2 separate regions of the Mus musculus genome follow, and region 1 is linked to region 2. Evidence: chromatin contacts called from public Hi-C data. All regions are on one chromosome and are shown on one strand. The core of a region is the stretch at or near the end of the contact, and the rest is flanking DNA. Distances in the headings are between cores, read along the strand shown. Region 1 holds the start of 9430053O09Rik (a long non-coding RNA gene). Region 2 has its middle 9.7 kb from the start of Gm31258.

The links. A called contact is a pair of places that touch in the nucleus more often than the background predicts.
Region 1: a contact with region 2 is called in a Hi-C map of cerebral cortex, with 1.8 times the contacts expected there. The contact joins the promoter of 9430053O09Rik here to the enhancer-like site in region 2. A contact is called at or near these places in 2 of 484 Hi-C or Micro-C datasets (cerebral cortex and nephron progenitors), 4 of 115 datasets of contacts at active chromatin or transcription factors (embryonic forebrain, embryonic stem cells, fibro-adipogenic progenitors and 1 more) and 1 of 9 other capture datasets (embryonic trunk).

What each region holds. Positions count from the first base shown.
Region 1 is chr16:77,416,878-77,423,251 of GRCm38.p6, reverse strand. It overlaps 9430053O09Rik (a long non-coding RNA gene), which reads left to right and starts at 2,870. Exons shown (of 4, transcript XR_003951960.1): 1 at 2,870-3,141. The region is part of intron 2 of Mir99ahg (Mir99a and Mirlet7c-1 host gene (non-protein coding)); the gene reads right to left.
Region 2 is chr16:77,289,342-77,296,703 of GRCm38.p6, reverse strand. No RefSeq gene overlaps it. Among named protein-coding and RNA genes, the nearest start is that of Gm31258, 9.7 kb to the left of the region's middle. Within about 2 kb of position 4,018, at least 30 of the 459 cell types and tissues checked have an H3K27ac peak or open chromatin away from gene starts, as enhancers often do. A contact at or near this core is called in cerebral cortex, embryonic forebrain and forebrain, where this site is marked.

The sequences.
Region 1 (6,374 bases), core at 1,621-4,120, 130 kb before region 2:
AAAGCTTCAAAAGAATGCTTTGTGGGAGGGAGTGTTTGAAATGAATTTTTAAATTCGAGTCCGCGTGGTGCTCCACTATAGCTTGCCCACAGCAGAGTCTGTGTATTTCTTACCACATCAGAAGCTGAGAACCTGTTCTTTAGGAAGGACACAATCATTTCTGCTGGCACACTGAATTCAAAACGCTCTTCTACAGAAATAAATCTGAAGATGCCAGTGTGCATCACCATTTGGACCACTATCTCCTTCTCCATTGCCCTATTTTTATTTTATGGCTCAAAGCATAGATGGCACGACATATCTACAGCCCATAACTGGAAAATGGCAAAACCTGACCTCTTTCAACACTGAACTGTGGTAGGAAGAATGTGTAGTCTGTGTTAGTATGTGTGTGTCTGTGTTTTGTGTGGCTACTGTGGATCTTGCTAAAGATACAGAATCGACCACATTTCATGTTCCTTAAATGTTGTTCCAGAGCTGCTGGCATGTCCTTAGGTCCATATGTTAGCTACACATTTCACAGAAAGGAAAACTTAACATCTGCACCCACAGAGTGACTGAAGCAAGACAGAGAGAGTGAAATACGAGCGAAAACCAGAATAATAAGAACAGAACAGTTGTCAGACGCTGTGAATTTGCTATGGATTCGAATTGTCTGTGAGCACATTTGTAAAGACAGGGGAATCCTTTCACTCTTAAAATACCAACACTGTACTACGGAAGTTTCTGCCCAAGCCTAGGAGGTTTTCCAATGGGATATAGCCACAGAAACGAATGTAAAAATGAGAAAATGTTGCTTATAACATCAGAGAAAAATAAAGTCAGAGAGACATTCAGAAAAATAACCATCCAGGTTACAGTCTGGCAGAGAGAGAGGAGAGAGAGGAGAAAGAGGGGAGAGAGAGAGAGAGAGAGAGAGAGAGAGAGAGAGAGAGAGAGAGAGAGAGAGAGAAGAAATATTTTACAATAAGATACATTATAAAGCTACACTAACAATAGGCTTTCTGGTCTTGCACTGGGAGATGAGTGTCTTGACCCTTGACCTCTGATCACATAAAACTAAAGAAATTAAGAGCATGTTTGCCATTGCTGTCGGCATTATACACATTTACTTTTTGTCCAAATTGCTATAAGAAAAAAAATTCTATTTCAAAACAGCCCAAGTCTTGTTCTTAAGTCATGTGACTCGTTTCCTCTCCCCCCCCCCCCCCCGCCAGCCATGTGCTCCGTATCATTTTACTCTGAAATAACTCTGCGATTTCAGCTGAACCTGCCTTCTCTTACAATGCACAGCACACCCCACAAGGGAGCCTGAGAACAGACTCCCTTGAAAAGCGAGGTTCTCATAGTTGGCCTGTAACCATGGAAGCAGATGCTGTTTTCTTCTTACCCTGCTTACCTCTTTGCAGCCTCGAGCTGCTCCCTATTGTTAAAAGGGGGTACGCCTCGATTCTTCTTCATCATGACCGAACTTGCCTCTTCTTCAAAGGGCATGATGCTGCAGGTCATTGGTCTAGACTGTTTGCACGGTCCAGAGAGCAGCCTTGATGTAACCCTTGCTCCGTCTGAGCCACACCACCAGCCGTGCAGCTGCAGACTGGAGGGGGACATTGGAGATCTGTATTTGAAAAGAAGTCTGTCTGATTTTGCCATTGTGCCTTTTCACTCATCGATCGAATGAATATCGAACCTTCTGTCGTTGCATGTGTGAAATAGATAGCTTAGCCAGCACTTTTGTGCCCAACCTGTGCTGTGGGCCAAAAGGTTTTCATTTTAGTCTCAAGTTGGTTTTTTTTTTTTTCTCCTTCTTTCTTTCTTCATACTTGATGAATTTTGTGTTGGCTTAAATTATTCGTATGCCTTTATCCAGCTGTTCTGGAGACTGCCTGGGATACTGTACAAGCAGGGATTTTTGTTTTGCTGTGAAAACGGAACTTTTTTTTCTCCTGTCCTCTGTTTTCCTTTGTAGCTGTCTTAAGGTCTTTTTTGTAGCTTTGTAGGTAGAAGTGTGCTAACTTTTACTACACCCTATAAAGCCGAGCATCTAAGTTATCCTTTTACGGGGACGACTTGATGGTGTCTGTTATTTAACAGGCTTAAATCCAGAAAGGTGAACTTGAGCCTCTCAAGGTGATTTCAGTGAATTTATAAGAGTAAGTAAACCGGATAAACACATTGATTTTTAAACTGAATGACAGTGTCTGCTAAACTCTATCTGAAAGGAATGTGTTTTCTTTGCTTTCTCTCCTTCTTTAAACATCAGCAAAAATATTAATTGGAAGTGTTGAAATATACTTAAAAGCACATAACTTATTTTGTGCTTAGGAAAGTACAAATGACAAATAAAATCATTATGATTTAATATATTGAAGTAAATATTACTGATAATATCTGTCTCCGGGCACGATTTAACTAAAAAAGTAACTAGAAGGTTTTTGCATTTCAATTTTTAAATATAACTAAAATTTCCTTGCTGCTCACCAGCAGCTGATGTTAATGAGACTTATGGCACCTGCTCATTCCCGAATGCCCAATTTCACCGTGTCCTTGTGAAACTGGGTAGCTTGAGGATGTCTTGGGTGCATCTCCCCAGCATGGTGATTTGAAAGCACTGTCTGTCTGTGACTGTCATCAGGAGTGGTTTGGTTGGATTTGAAGAAACGAGTACTTCATACTTAAAGGCATACATATTTTCTCTAATTGCCAAAGGCAAGGGGGAGGTCCAGGGCAGAATAAAAAAGGTTATTGTGACAGATGAAATATAATTCACAATGAGCATTCTTTTCATCTAGGCTGAAGTACCACAGGATTACTTACAAGTTGAATTTTGTGGCAGAACGTATAAACTCATATTAAAAGAAGCTAGAAAGAAAAGCAGCAAGCCTGTTACTCTCTGGCCCCGGAAGTGTTTATTTTGAATATGTCTGTCTTGGGATTGTGTTCTGTTTCTCCTAACATAAAGATACACTGGCGAGAAGAGGGACTAGGCAGCAAGGGTGGAAAGGAAGAAACCTAAAAGCAATCAAAGCTGCTTCTTCCCTCTACCAATGAAGAAAGAGGAGTTAGATGGATTTTTATTCTCTTTGGGATGCACATGCAACAATCATATTTTTCAGCACACGTTTATTTTTGGCTGCAAAAGTAGGTAACTATTATTTTATAAACTTACTATACCTTAGATAATATTTTTCCTTCCTTTAAAGTTCCTAGGGTCAAATGATTTACGAGGGTGTTTTTGTTTTTTTCTGTTCTGTTTTGTTTTGTTTGTTTAGATTCTGGTTAGCATTCTGTGAGGGTTGAACACAGGTACATGTTTGACCAGATATTTTGTTTCCTTTAGCTTCTTTGTTCTAGCTTAAATGAAAATAGTTTCATTTGACCTCTGTACATTTTATTTCTAGATGCAAAAAAAAAAAATGCTTTCCTTTCTATTTGTACAAAGGTCAGTTTTTAAATTAACTGAAAAGCAAACCATGTACTTTATAAATATTCAGGCACCATAAAAAAAAAACTCGGAATATAAACCCATCTGCAATTAATTTTTAAGCAGTGAGTCTGGGTTTATCTATTCCTGGAAATCACATGCTTTGTATTTTCCATTCTTTTTCTAAGTTAACCGAAGTAACTGCCCTGTGTTAAGGGAAAGCTACGAGGTTCTGCCTGCTAGTCATCTTCTGCTGGAAACCAGGCTGCCCTCTCTCTCTTAAGCTCTGATGGACTATCTCTTGTTTTACAGTTACCCATAGCATGCATGTGTGTATATGACTGTGTATGAGTGTGAGTTTGTGCATGCTTCTTAATTGAGGTCTTTTCAATTTACCAGATAAATTTCTTATTGTAAACCCTGCAGTGAATAATTCAAATGCAGTGAGTTTACTTACATGTTGTCTGAGTGAAGGGAGCAAAGGCATACATGCCCTCACATGTAGCTGTTCTATATTTCTTTCCTTACTGCACAATAGTGTTGTTATTTTGATAAATAAAACATGCAGCTCACATTGACTACAAAGGCTTTGTTCCTCTGTGCCGACGTTTTAGCAAAAAACTTTAGTATATTTTCATGCCATATCAATAAGCAATAAGTCTCTTTGGTCTTGATATTTGATACTTTACAGATGTTTACTATGGCTTCCAATATCTGATTTCCCTTTTGCCTTGTGATTTGTCACTTACGATTAAAACATATGATTACTGTGCTACTGCAGAAAAACTAAGCAGTCATACAATTACCACCCATGGGTTGACTAAAACAACCACCTTCTACTGACATTCTTACACAGATAATGAATTAATATGTATGTTGAAGAAATGTTTTTAATGTCTATCTTTAAATGTTCTTATTAGTATAAATAAATAAAAAGAAAACAGGGTAAGCTTACCCAGGGGAAACCTACATACAGTTGCATCTGCCTTGTTATCTATAACATCACATATACTCAGAGATTTGTGTTCCTTCATGTCCCTCCTAGAAATAGAGGAACAGCCTCTGCACAAACCTTTGAATTTGGTAAAATACTGTTTCTTCCATTACTTGCTGGTGAGTGCGTTTTATATCATTTCTCAGCTATAGTTTTGCAATTTGCCATTACAAAATGTGAATGAGTGAGGCACCCTTTAAAGGAAACAAGTAAGAATGAAAGAAAATTCTCTTTAAAAAGATGAAGTAGGAGCAGTTATTTCATTGATGGGGTTCACAGCATACAGTTCTAGAAGAACCTTTTCTTTTACTCCTGGCTAGAGATAGTATCAAACACAGCATGTTCAGTATCATATACAAAAGGAACATCCATTCGCTCCTAGTGAGTATTGTAAAATGCAGGGTAAAGACAATATGTACCCGCAGATATTTTCATTTTATTATTACATGGCAGCTTTTTAAAATGACATGATCATATTGGAATTTACATCTCCTTAGTGTTTTCTTTAATTATCCTGATTTTATAATTAACATTAAGCATAATGCTAAAAATTAATAAGCATAGAGCTCTCTGTGTTTTTTTTCACAAGTAATATTTGCAGAGTTAACATCTATTCTATCTAAGAATTCATCTGCAGTGTTTCAAGGCAGGACATTTCTCACTCTGCCTGTCTTCTTCCCCTCTCTCCCTTTCTCTCTCTGGAAAAACATTTTTCCATAAACTTCTGCACCAATAGCTAGGGAAGACTCTCCAGCAGTCAGAGTTCAGTAAGCTCCTTGTGAACAGAGGGGGTGGGGGTGGGGAAACCCTGCAGACTTTGATTTTGTAAGACAAGTTGGCTAGGAGTCAAAATTGCCACATGTGGTGTGAAAAAATGCCACCCTGGTGTGAACAAAAGGTTTAAAATGGAGTCAAGAAGCAAGCAGGCTCCGTGTCTAAGCTTTTCCTGGGAATTGTCTGCCACAACCTGCAGGGTAATCGAGTGGGCTGGGAAGAATAGAAAGAGCTTGAAGCTCCGACTCAGAAACACCAGGAGTCAAATGTGTCCCTTGGTTTTTGTTTTTTGGGGTTTGTTTGTTTGTTTGTTTTTTTTTTTTTTTTTTTGGTTTGGTTTTATCTCTTTGTCGTTTCCAACTTTTATGTGTTGCATTTTGTTTTTATTTTGTTTTGTTTTGTCTCATTTAGGCATCATTACACTAAAGTGTTTTACCCAAACATAAAACAAATCCAAAGGAGTCACAGAATGTGTGAGAAACAACTGCTCCTTACAGAGGGATTGTTGGGGTTGGGTTTTTGTTGTTGTTGTTGTTGTTGTTGTTTGTAAGTTCTTTTAATCTTCCATTCCTCCATTCATAACAAAAACATGTTTTCAAATTAAACTCTTTGTTTTGTTTCCTGAAGTTTTATTATAGAAGGGTATGTAGGACACAGGCTTTCAAAGTCCAAACTGATAGCATATATATATACATATACACATATATGTGTGTGTGTGTGTGTGGTATGTGTGTAATATTTGTGTGTGTTTATCTTCTAAATTATCAAGAAAAGATGAAAGAAAGATACTGCGCGTGTTATTACAAACAAATATTTCATTATTCAGTAAAGAAGTCAATGATTCTAGATCCAGCAGGAATGCTTCTTCATAAAAACCACGAACACGATGGTGAAAACACAGTGATGCTGTGTGTTTCCTAGTATTTCATGTTGTACTTCACCAACAAAATATCTTAGTCATAAAAATAGTCAATAAATCCAAAGTTTAAAAATGTCATAGGCTTAAATCACTAAAATAGCATTCAAACTTACAGATACTAAGGTAGATACTACTGTTTCAAAATTCATGCTAATATTTTAGTATATTCATAAAGACTCTAGTTTAGGAATGCCAGTTACATGAGAAATTATGCAAAGGTTTTAAGCAAAGAAATACTTCTTGGGTGACTATGATCTAATTGA
Region 2 (7,362 bases), core at 2,769-5,268:
ATCATCCTGTAATGTGAACAGCCTAGTAAAATGACACAGAGAAATAGAAGCTAGTCTTTATCTCTTCCAAATAGAAGGGAGAGTTATGTAACCCTTTCTTTTTAAATGGTCAGCGTGGACTCATTTTTCAAATTTAAAAACTGGGATGTCCAGCCCATATCTTTTCACAAGTATATGCCAGAGCGGGGGTGGGGGGAGTTCTCAGACCCACTCTCTTAGCACAAGCCTATGTAGGCCCCTCTTTAAGGTCAGCTCACTAAACTTTATTTTACATTTGGCTAGAAGATCCTCCAAACCACTACGTTTTATAGCTCATCCCTCAGTGAAGAGCCCGTTTGAGCAGAAGAAAACTGTAGCTTCCCCAAAATCTGTCACCATTGAATCACACACAACTAATGATTCTACTGTTTCATGTGGCTCTCTTGGTTTAAGTGCACAGAACTTTTATAGTTTAGTGTATTATGAGTCATTAATGGACAATTTGGCTGTATATTATAAACACTTCAAGAGAGGCATTTTATGTTTCCATGGACAAAGGTCAAGTGCAAGCCAATAAAGACAAATTTCCTCCCTCAGACAATTCCCCATCCACAGGAAAGTATTACATCCATAACTGGACACCTGCCATCAACTTCTTTCACCAGAACACCAAGGTATCTATTGAAAATTTCATTTTATGGAGGAGGCATTGCTATCACATCAAGTAGAAACAAAATGAAAATGTTTTAGTTTTAGTTTAAGTTTTGCTTTCGGTGTAAAACTGAACAAAAACGACTCTTCCTGGAAAGCATACGGCAATAATGTCTAATTGGGGGAAAAAATGAAATAGCTAAGCATTTCTTTCCAAATAACACAACTTGCTAAACTTGGCTGTACATTGGAATTGCCCAGGGAATTGTACAAGATCATATGGCTAGCATTCTAGGAGTAAATATTTCTATTTAATTGCTTTGTGCTGTCTTTGGCAGACGGGTTCTAAATCTCCCCAGGTGGTTTTCATGTTCAGCTAAAGTTGAAAACTGCTACCCTACAGTGCAGATGACTACAAAGTTATGCTAATCCTAAAATAATTTGGAAAATTTTAATGGAAATAAACAGGATGGAGAATATTTGACACCATAATATAGTTACTGAGGTTCTCATAATTAAAAGGAAAAGTACATATTAAAAATATCGTGTCAGGTCAGATTAGCCTATTCAACTTTTATAAAATCCTTTAATGACACAGTGTGGAATAAGATATTTAGTAAAATGATATATACACATGGAAGGAAACCTGGATTTTTCAAAACAAGCTTCCATTAAATTACAGTATGCCTTCTTTGTTCCCTATGGGGGGTTACGTAAGAAAACTACATGCTTACTTTTGGTGATTAAATTGTCTCACATATTAACTTCTTTCAAATAGCCAACTAGCTTTCGTAGCCATCAGTAAAAATATTTTTTATTTAATTTTAAAATTACAATAAATTTACATCACTTCTCCTTCCTCCAGTTCATCCCATGTACCCCGTTAAACCCTCTCAATTTTTTGTCTCAGATTCACTGATTATTACTGTGGCATAAATACACATGTAACATCTTAACTGTATAAACACAGCAGCTGAGTTCATTCAGTACTGCTTAAGTGTATATGACTTCAGGACCTAGTATTGTATAAGCATTGAAGGGGCTCATCCCTGGGGAAGGCAAGCTAAGCTCTCCATCTCTCAGTGAACCACGTGGCCTGCAGTTTCTTGGTTCTTTGGTTTTTTGACCTTCCACATTAGCATATCTGGGAGTATTATACGGTGAGAATAACATTTCAGTTACCTAAATTCTTACAGTTCTTCCAGAAATTAATGTCTATATTAATATACTACAGATACTGAAATGAAAAGTAAAGTAACTTGAATTAGGACTTATCAGGGTAGTATTAATTTAATAGAAAAACATAGACTCTAACTTTATCAAATGTACTGTAATCAAAAGTCTTTTAATGATATAAAACTAGTTCCAAGCCGGACGTGGTGGCACTTGGGAGGCAGAGGCAGGCAGATTTCTGAGTTCTAGGCCAGCCTGGTCTACAAAGTGAGTTCCAGGACAGCCAGGGCTATACAGAGAAACCCTGTCTCAAAAAACAAAAACAACAACAAAACAAAAAACAAAAAAAAAACTAGTTCCTTACAAATAGACTCTTCTGCTCTCTATATAATGCAAAATGTATATATTATAATTTATAAAAACTTTATACCCACAACTAATATCAAGGCTATTTGCACCTTATTTACTTACTTGGCTATTTATTTGGTTAGTATGTATGGATGACAACTCATAAAACTAGCACCCTCCCAAATCACCTGATAATGGTGATTGAAGTAGTTGTTGCAGAAATGGCATTTCATCAGAAATCATGGTAGAAAATACTTACAATCCTTTCAGTTTCTACCAGTACTTTCAGATTTCATCTTTGCAAAGAGAGAAATAACTTGCTGCTCTTGAACCCTTCCCCTGTATCAGTCTATGTGGTACCAAAGCCTAAGTATCGATAGAGAACCCCTGAACCCTCAGAAATGGTAAGACAAAAAAGTCATAGGCTGGAGAGTTTTGCAAGTGGTAAAACCTAAGTCCAGACCCCCAAGACATAAATCCGACAGGTGCAGTAATGGCCATCTCTAGTCCCTGGGCTGCTAATATAAGAAGAGAGGAAGAAACATCAGAATCTCCAGGAGCTTACTGGCCAGCTCTCTTGGCACACATGGTAGCTTCCTGGCTGGAACTTAGACCTAAGCATCAAATGAGGATCCAGAGGTGGGACTCAGACTTCAGCATCAAGTTAGAGTCCAGAGTTGGAATTGAGAACCAAGCATCCAGGAAGGCTCTAGATCTGGAACTCAGCATCAAATGTGACTCCAGAGCCAGGACTAAGATCTATGCATTATGCAAATCTCCATTCAGTTTTAATGACAGGACAAACATGCCAGGCCTGGTGAACAAGAATGTGTTGATTAAAGGCTCTTCTCTTCTTATCTATAGTCACAAAGAATACTTAGGATTCTGGGAACTGTTGCATGAATTATGGCCTACATGGAGTGTGATACAGACAGACAACCATGTTTATGGATGGACACATCCATGCACTGGTAGTTAGCAACAACAACTACACAGGTTTTAAATAGAAAATAAAATGAGATCCTATTCTAATGAAGGTACAAAATGTCTATATTAATGGTAGAAACACAGAAATATTCTTAAGCACTTTGGTAGTGGGCATATGTATCAGAATAATTTTAAAAGAAAAGGAATGCTGGGCGTAGTAAATAAGAACTAACATTGATCCAATTCTTACTGTGTCAGGAACCCAAAATGTTTCTTAAAGAGACCCTCAAGTTATCTCAGTTGGTAGAACGATACGCTGGCATGTCTGAATCCCCACGTTTGGTCATCAAAACCATACAAAGCAGGATATGATGGAATATGCCTGTAAATAAGATCACCCTCTGCCACACAGCCAGTTCACAGTCGGCTGTGGTTACCTGAGGCCCCAAGGAAACAAAAGCTAACAACAAAGAACCTTAATAATCAATATATCTTTTTTGTCTAACAGCAAAAAGGTCAAGGCAGGTCCCGTTAAGATTTCTGTTTTACAGATGAGAAGGTTGAGGCTTGGAAGGAGTCCATGATTTCTCAACAGACTTCAAATACTGACTGCCCAGATTCCAAAGAAATGGTTTTTGATACCATAATGCCAGCTTCTCCCCGCTTCTTGGCTCATCTGCACCATCCTTGCTATGTCTCCTGCCATAAAGATTTCCAATGTTAAGTTTTGGGTCAATCAGGACCTTTATGCTTTCGAGTAAAATCATCCTTCAGAGGCCGATCAATCCAATGTTCATTATGATGGGACTAAGCTATATTTGTACGTGAAATCTAGATTATATAATACCAACTAAACAAAAGCGGGATAATAATGCCAATGAAAGAACTCAAGTCTGGCAGCCCAGACCAGAAAACTGCTCCAAGCTGAGTCAGCTATGCCTTTTTCATGCAAACAAGGATGGAAGGTGCTTATTACCAATGGTGGGCTCTAGCCTGCTTAGCACCTAGAAATGTAGGGTATGCGTCCAAACCCATGCTCTCAGATCTCCTTCCTTTGTCCATTGTATTTTCTCATGCCATAGAAGTAAATAAAGCTTCACTTCTGGAAAGGGTTTAAATGCAGCAATCTCAGTGCAGGCAAATACACAAAATCTCTCCCTCAGCCTGTCACTGTATTTGCCTATTAAGTCTCAGTGGGAGGCCAAACCATAATTGCAGGATAACTGTGCCATACCTAAACAACATTCCAGTAACTTGGGTTCTGACAGCAAGCTACCATAACATTCAAATTCATCTCCCTGAATCCCACGGCCGTGGATCTATTCGAAATGAAACAGACAGCTTCAAAGCCATTGGTAAAAATCGTTGTTGTTTTTCTGTTTTCTTTTTTTCTCCAATAAGATTTGATTTATCCTTAGGGGTTTACTCCTTTAGCCATCCTGGCCTCTGCTGTGGGCAATAGAATGTAGAAACAGTAGACCAGTGACCATTTTCAGTAAGTATATGACGGACAGCTGAGCACACATTAAAAGTATCCTGGCTTTCTCCTAATCCTTTACAGAAAATTCGATTTAAATAGAAACACGTATTATCGCTCAAAAGTACAAATACTGTGCAATGTTTTCCAATGGGTTCCCCCACCCCCCTCAGTTTATTCACAGGGCTGTGGATGCAGGGAAGGTGCGCAATAAAGCTGGCTTTGGTGGGATACAATTGTTTCAATTGCTTGCCTCTGACTTCATTCTTTAATGAACATCTCTGGAATCAGTAATTACTGTGGGAACACATCTTTAGAGCTATTCTCAAAGACCAAAACTGGCAGAGGGTGGTTTTATAAAGTTCACAAAATGAATGCTGCCTTATTGCCATAAACAAAGGGATTTTTTAACAACCAACTTTAAAACACTCAGCGAATTACTGATAAGTGAATGAGAGAATACAGATAAGTCTTTAATTGAGGAGAAAATGAAGGATTAGACTAATAGTGCATTTCAAAAATATGCCTGGATTCAAACTTGGGCCTTCCCTAGTTCAAATAAGCAATTTAAAAGCCCTCTACCCCTTCAAATAAAAAGACTATTTCTTCTGCAACATTTCTGATTAAAACCTCCTAAAATGTGCATTACTAGTGTTCCAGCACAGAATAGATTCTCCAAGTGACAACATTAGCCTTAAAAGTTACACAGCACGTTTCTAATATTATTTTTTAATCTGAGAGATCTTTGTTAGATAAACGTGACTACCAAAGACAGAGTAAAATTACTTTTGATAAAAAATAATATGTATATGTTTTTAAATTTTTATAATATTTTAGAAAGAGACATCACAACTGGCTAAGACCAAAGGATTCTTGGAGAACATTTTTTAATATGCTAGAATTTGGGTTAATATAAGAAAACCATAAACATTATTATTAAAATGTTGAATGAATAGTAAAAAACAAACAAACAAACAAAAAACAGTTTAAAAGAACTGGAGACCTGTGTTCAACTTCTAAGGCAAGTGAATAGCTTTACAGTTTTGCTTTAACTTGGGGATGACTATATTGCACTGATACATCACTAAACATGATCAGAGGTTTACTCTCGTCTATAGAATGCACATCCTTTAGGATCTGAAGACTGTTTCATGTCCTAGGAGATGTGAGCTTCCATAGATGCTCAAGTTTCTTACACAGGACATCAAAGAAAGAAATTGGAAGACACCAGAAGATGGAAAGCCCTCCATGGTCATGGATTAGTAGAAATGATGTTGAAAAATGGCATCCTATCAAAATCAATCTACAGACTCAATACAATCTTTATTACAACTCCTAAGGACTTTTTCATAGAATTTTTAAAAAGTAATCTTAAAATTCACGTGAAGCAAAAAAAAAAAAAAATCAGAATATCAAAAACAATCCTTAAAGATAAACATATAAGCTGCTGGAGGTAACACCATCATTAATTAAAGTTATATGACCAAGCTATAGTCCTAAGGGGAAAAAAATGTTGGCCTAAAAACTGGCTCCCTTAGAGTTCAGTGAGAAAGGGCACACTTAATCCTGTAGAAACATGACGCCCCAAGAAAAGGTGGATTCTGGCACAGGTGATGTGGGAGTGGGGAGATGGGCCAGTGAGCACCCTCTCAGAAGCAAAGGGGAGGAAGAAGGGTGTGAAGAACTCAAGGAGGAGAAACTGGAAGGGGATCAACATTTGGAATGTAAATGAAACAAAATGAATAAAATAAAAAAAAAAAACACACACACACACATATTGGTCCATAGAACAGAACAGAGGACCCAGCTATAAGCTCACACTTTACAGCCACCTGGGTTTTTACAAAGAGTCCCAGATCTCCTATTTTGATTAACCCTCTGTTATTGTGGCACCTGAAACATAGAATGTATGTATGAAAAGGTATCCATGTTGTGTATAACTCAGGTAGTATCTGCTCTAGGCTAGAAACTAGAGCACCCATAACATCCCTGTACTTTTCACATCCAAATGTTTTACTAAACTATCCATACCCTTTTCATGTCACCCCAAGTTAGTGGAGTACCTTGGCATATACTCTGGCTTTGGCTTTGGGGTTCTGTCTTCTTGTGCTTTGTTTTGCTTTGTTTTTCCATTTGAATTTTCCTTTAACATTCTAAAGTTTGGATTACTTCAAAATTCAGCCAAGTAGAATGAGCCAACTATCAGGCACTTCTTAAAAAGCATATCATGGTATCTTTTTTTCTAAAAGTTCTCTTTCAAAAGTCTGACAATGACTCAGGGAGGGAAAGTACTTGATGGACCATCCCAACAATCCAACTTAAGAGCCAGACACTGTAGTATGCATGTCTGTAATCTCAGAGCACCTGCCTCTATGAGGATATGGAAGGTGGAAACAGGAGAATATATAGACCTTCATGGATCAGACAGGCCTAGTTTAAACAGCAACAAAAACAGCATCTTGCAAAAATAAATAAATAAATAAAACAATTTTTAAAAGGTAAAGGATAACCCCAAAGGTTTGATCCCTATAAGTATGTGGTGGCTCCTGCATTTATTATCTTTACACATAAATGAGCACACATATCTACACACACACACACACACACACACACACACACACACACACACACACACACCTCAAAACACAAAAAGTATTTTAATAATTTTTCAGGTAATAATATAATTTTATAATTTTCACTTTCACTTTCCTTCCTCCAAGATCTCCCATGTATCCATCCCCGTTTGCTTTCCGTCAAACTCATGGCCATTTTTCCTTCGATTATTGCTACATGCATATGTATGTATG